2 separate regions of the Zea mays genome follow, and region 1 is linked to region 2. Evidence: chromatin contacts called from public Hi-C data. All regions are on one chromosome and are shown on one strand. Each heading gives the region's core, a stretch centred on a gene start, on an enhancer-like site or on the middle of the called end of the contact. The rest is flanking DNA. Distances are from core to core; before and after follow the strand shown. Region 1 has its middle 67 kb from the start of LOC100304412. Region 2 holds the start of LOC103653403 (Protein SUPPRESSOR OF MAX2 1).

Region 1 (2,700 bases), core at 164-2,663, 110 kb before region 2:
CTTCAGCAGCAAGACCCAATAAGCCCAACAACACTAAACTCTTGTCTATTCTATTTTAGAGAGGTAAAAAAATCCATCCACGAAGGTAGTAGCTTTGCAATAATACCTCTAGCCTAGTGACTCTGTTTCACTAATTTAAGCAAAATGATTTGTCCTCATCAGGAGTAAACTATCCATGTTTCCCCTGTGCAACACGATAGTTGTTTATTGTTGTCAACCAAAGGATCATCATACCATGTCGTGCATGTCTTGTAAAATGTTCTATCAAATTTGAGTAATTTGAGCTTTAGTTACAGAAAGTGTAGTAATTCGAGCTAAGTCTAAGATTAACTAGCTAATATAATGATTTTTTAATAACTGATATACATTTGCTATGTGTTTCAATCTACACGAGGATCTAACATGTGTGTTATATCTCTTGTAGGGTCCGGGTTCACGTCGAACTAAAGAAAACAATACGAACCTGTGGACCATTTGTTCAGCGCGAGTAGCGGGCCTTCCAATGATTCACCTCTATAGTGACCAATATTTGGACTATGTTTAGACTTGTGGACCAATTTGTTTGGACTTGTATGTTTGGCCGATATATGTGATGTACTCAATAAATTGTTGTGTGTGATACTGTGTTTGTTGTTGTATGCCTATTATGGAGGCTTCCCATCCGGGGAGCGAGCCAGAATAAGTATTATATATATTTTAAAAAGAATAAACTAAGAGCGTAGGTTAGTCGACGTACTTAAGCCACGTAGGATAAGCACGTTGATTACTCGACATATTTAACGCCACGTGACATGTCCAGCCTACCCGACGTATCTGCCATGTGGTCTACTTAAGAACATGGGTCTATGCTGGCTGACGTACTTAAAGCCTACATGTCATATCTAACATGTCTGGGACATCTGCCACATGGCGGACAAGTAAGTATGTCGGCCTGCGCTAGCTGACAACGTATATTACGACCAACCCCTTCCCCCACATAATATAACCCATATATATATATATATTATATATATATATGTAAACTGGAATGTACACACATGCAGGCATCCAAGAGAGCTATGAATTCGGTAGCGAGAGAAAAATAAAGAAAATCCATCGCGCTCGCGCCATATGCAAAGACCCGTGCATGCGTCGTTTCCACGCCGGCAGTTGGATGACAAGCCCCCCCCCCCCCCCCCCCCCCCCCCCCCCCCGATATCGGTGGTAACTGAAACCCTTTCCCACGTGGTACGGTGGTATAAGTATAAGGCAAGGGACCTTTCTCTTCGTTCCCTGCATGTTGTCGCCACACTGGCCGGTGTCATGTTTGGTCGGCCTGCTCAATTTTTCCTGTGTGGAAACCGCGTGGGGACTGGGGAGACGGCGGGGATGGCAGGACAGCAGGAAAGGCGCGCGCGTCGTACGTGTGTGCTCGCTGGCAGAAAACGGGTTTTGGCGGGCACCAGCAGCAATATACGTGCAGTGGTGGCGTGCAGCCTCCGACGGCGACGCCGACCTGCTGCTGCTAGCTTGACCTCGCCCGGCCCGGACTAGACCAATGCCGTACTATAGCAGATATATACGCGTGCGCCTGCCTAATTGCAACCACTCTCCTTCCTTCTTGACTCTCTTGGGGTGAAGGCTGCTCCACGTTGCGGTTGATATCTCTCGACGGTCGATATTGATCGACATAGATGTAGCGGCGAGAGGTTCACTCGGCCTGTCGCCTGTATTGCCACGGTGAGACCGGTGGGTTCGAGTAGTGGTTGTTACCTTCTTTAGGGTCTCGAACTGTTATGTAGATGTAGATGTGTTATCGCATGTTTCGCGGTAAAGTACAATCGTCGTCCCACTGTTGACGACCTTAGGCATATATTAATTAAGTAATGCAATTTTTTATTCCTATTATGAACTACAATATTTTCATTTACTTATTTATGTGTTCAATGATTTTTTCCTTCAATAAAACATCGCAATTGATTAATTTGCAACAAAAATCTGCAAAAGAAAATTTGACGTGGCGCTAAAATGGTTGTAGGCTAACAGTAAAGTTTGGTCACTGTAATGTTCTGATAGTTCTGTTAGATAAGAGCTTATGATGGTAGATATAGACTGATCGATAGTGACGTGGCTTGCTAGGAATGAAAATAACCTAAATATGTTAGGGAAGACCGTGCCAGAAGACTAAAGGCATGTTTAGTGTGGTGCCTACGCCGCCACACCGTGCCACACTTTTCAAGCCGCGGGTGTGGCAACCGATTTGGCTGCCGCGGGTTAGACGCGGTGTGGCCGCGTAGGCACCACACCAAACATGCCCTAAGGTCTGCTTTAAAATGTGGGATTTTTCCGTTTCAACGTTTTTGTTGTGAAAAATAAACTAACTTTTTTACAAATTTTCTATATAAATTTCTGTTGCCTAAATAAATTAAGTAGTGGTTTAATTGTACTGCTGTACAAAGCGTGTGCTTGATTTTGGCACCTAATGTATTGGTTAGACTTAACCTTGTTTTTTTAATGAGTTTAATCCGTTTCATGTTTGGTTTAGAGGATTATGTTCATTGTCCTAGTTTTCTGGTTTAGATGAAGGGATAAGTGTCAAAGAATGTTTAAAAGGGTTGGGCAGGAGAGACACGAGGGTTTTAGATAGGTTAGGGCTACGGGTGAAAATGGCGGATACTTATTCGGGTTTGATCTTTTTTTTTTGATTGTGAATAAAATAGA
Region 2 (2,700 bases), core at 35-2,534:
CGGAGACATCGAAGGAGCCGAGACCCGCGATGCTGATGCTGGGAATGCTCCCGGAGAGGCGGTTGCCGTCGAGCCTGAGCACGCGTAGCGCGGTGAGGCTGTTGAGCGTGAAGGGGATGGGACCCGACAAGTAGGAGAGGACCAGGCGCTCGAGGCCGCCGAGCCTCTGGATTCCCGGCGGGATGGGGCCGGACAGCAGGTTGTGCTGCAGGAACAACGCCTTGAGGCCCGGCAGCTGGAGCACGTTGTTGGGGATGGTCCCGAGGACGCGGTTGGAGCAGAGCGAAAGCGCGCGGAGGTTGGTGAGCCGGCCGAGCGCGGTGGGCGGGCGGGATGCGAGGAGCGCCATCGAAGGAAGGAGGAATCGAGCGCGGCGGGCGAGCGGGATGCGAGGAGCGCTCGAAGGAAGGAGTGCGACGAAACCGTGGTCGAGCGGCGGCGGTGGGGAGGAGGGTGAGGGATTCACGGGCGTTGGGGAGGAGGGTGGGGATCCGCGGGCGAGGCGGGAGCCGGCAGAATGTGCACCAGTGGACGCCTACAGTACATACTTAATTAGTAGTAAAGATTCGGGGTCGGCTGATCCGACAACCCTCTAAATTCGCCTCTGAATATAGTGTTTTTGAAACTTCCTTTGAGGAGCTTCGTAATTTTTTTGAAGATGGTCTCTAGTTTATTTTTTAAAAGCTAGAACTTTAGACCTATTTAGATAGAAAAAACTAAAGTATACCTAAACTTTTTAAAGTGAAACCCTTCCAAAGAGTTCCTAACTATAGGCTCTAAGGCTATCCGCACTCATACTACTCTAAATTTCTACCCTAAAAAGAATATTCTGTCCTGGTCAGCAAAATTCTTTACTCTATATCACAATCCTCCGCACTCATGTTTACTCTATACCATATATTCTATTATTTCTCTCTCCTGGTGCCCCGCCTCGGGTCCCACAACCTTTGCTGCCTCCGGCCCCGCCTCTCTCCTGGTGCACGGAGCAGACGTATGCAGTAGACGTTGCTGCAACTCTACATTTAAGGTTTCCGGTTTGCTTGCTTGCCTTAGCGTACCGGTCCCAGTACACGGCTGCAGCACTCACGTTAACTCTATCCGCATAGCGTTCCGGTTCTAGTCATTCACTGCGGCTAGCCTAAGAGCTAATGCAAATACTAATTCGCGCCGGATGAGTACACAATTTATTTATAATAACAGAAAAAAAACAAGGAAAAAAAAATCTGTTCGCCTCCTTCCATGGATCGCGTGGGTAAAAACAAGATGGTGTCGTGGTAAAATGCGACGTCGGGAAGATGTTGTAGGAGACGAAGATTCTATTCGCCTCCCTTTCTCGCCCCTCCTCTGCTACTAGCCTACTACTACTTCAGTTCTCGCCTTCTCTGCTCTCACCGGACTCCCTCCTTCTCTCTCTCTCTCTCTCTCTCTCTCTCGATACTACCCCCTCCGCTCCCCTCCAAGCCTCTCCTTTTTCCACCCTCGGAGGCGCCGACGTCCTCCGACTTCCAGGGCGGCGCCGAGCAACAACTACTACCTGGTCACCCAGCCAAAAGGGGATTCCTTTTCGGTGCGCTCTCCGATCGATTGATGAGCGGCGGGCGGCAGCGATGAGGGCGGATCTCAGCACCATCCAGCAGACGCTCACGCCGGAGGCGGCGGCGGCGCTGGCGCGGGCCATCGACGAGGCCGCGCGGAGGAGGCACGGCCAGACCACGCCGCTCCACGTCGCCGCCGCGCTGCTCGCCGCGCCGGCCGGTCTGCTGCGCCAGGCGTGCGCTCGCGCGGCCGCCACCGGTGCTGGACCTGGCGCCGCTGGTGGCGCCGGCGGCGCTCACCCGCTGCAGTGCCGCGCCCTCGAGCTCTGCTTCTCCGTCGCCCTCGACAGGCTGCCGGCCGCGGCCGCGGCCTCGGCAGCGGCGCATGCGTCGGGGCCGCCCGTGTCGAACGCGCTCGTTGCGGCGCTCAAGCGCGCGCAGGCGCAGCAGCGCCGGGGGTGCCCCGAGGCCGCGCAGCAGCCGCTGCTCGCCGTCAAGGTCGAGCTCGAGCAGCTCGTCCTCTCCATCCTCGATGACCCGTCAGTCAGCCGCGTCATGCGCGAGGCCTCCTTCTCGTCCGCAGCCGTCAAGACCACCATCGAGCAGTCGCTCCCGTCGCCCTCCGCCGCCGCCGTCGTGTCCACCCCGACTGTCGCCGCGACTACGCCTGTGGCCCCGTCCCCCTCTCCGTTCCCGCGAGTCGGCCCAACCAACGCCTACATCAACCCTCGCCTCGCTGCCGCCGCAGGCGTTGGCGGCGGCAGGGACGACGTACGCAAGGTGCTCGACGTCATGCTCAAGCCGGCGCGCCGCAACCCGGTGCTGGTCGGCGACGCCGGGCCAGATGCGGTGCTGAGGGAGGCGGTACGCAGGATCCCGACGTCTGACTCCCATGCTCTCGCCGGAGCGAAGGTCTTGCCGCTCGAGGCGGACCTCGCCAAGCTCGCCGGCGACAAGGCCGCCATGGCGGCGAGGATCGGGGACCTGGGCGCGATGGTCCAGAGGATCCTCGCTGACCACGGCGCCGTGGTCCTTGATCTTGGCGATCTCAAGTGGCTGGTGGACGGGCCGGCGGCAGCAGCGTCAGAGGGGGGCAAGGCGGTGGTGTCGGAGATGGCGCGGCTGCTGGGGCCGTTCGGAAGCCGTAAGGTCTGGGCCGTCGGTA

What was found. A called contact is a pair of places that touch in the nucleus more often than the background predicts.
Region 1: a contact with region 2 is called in a Hi-C map of leaf, with 2.5 times the contacts expected there. The contact joins the enhancer-like site here to the promoter of LOC103653403 in region 2. A contact is called at or near these places in 10 of 25 Hi-C or Micro-C datasets (bundle sheath, ear, leaf and 3 more) and 1 of 3 datasets of contacts at active chromatin or transcription factors (seedling).

Annotation. Positions count from the first base shown.
Region 1 is chr4:75,078,459-75,081,158 of Zm-B73-REFERENCE-NAM-5.0, reverse strand. No RefSeq gene overlaps it. Among protein-coding and RNA genes, the nearest start is that of LOC100304412, 67 kb to the left of the region's middle. Within about 2 kb of position 1,413, at least 18 of the 20 cell types and tissues checked have an H3K27ac peak or open chromatin away from gene starts, as enhancers often do. A contact at or near this core is called in bundle sheath, ear, leaf and 3 more, where this site is marked.
Region 2 is chr4:74,966,238-74,968,937 of Zm-B73-REFERENCE-NAM-5.0, reverse strand. It overlaps LOC103653403 (Protein SUPPRESSOR OF MAX2 1), which reads left to right and starts at 1,284. Exons shown (of 3, transcript XM_008680320.4): 1 at 1,284-2,700. The coding sequence starts at 1,608. It also overlaps the pseudogene LOC103655348.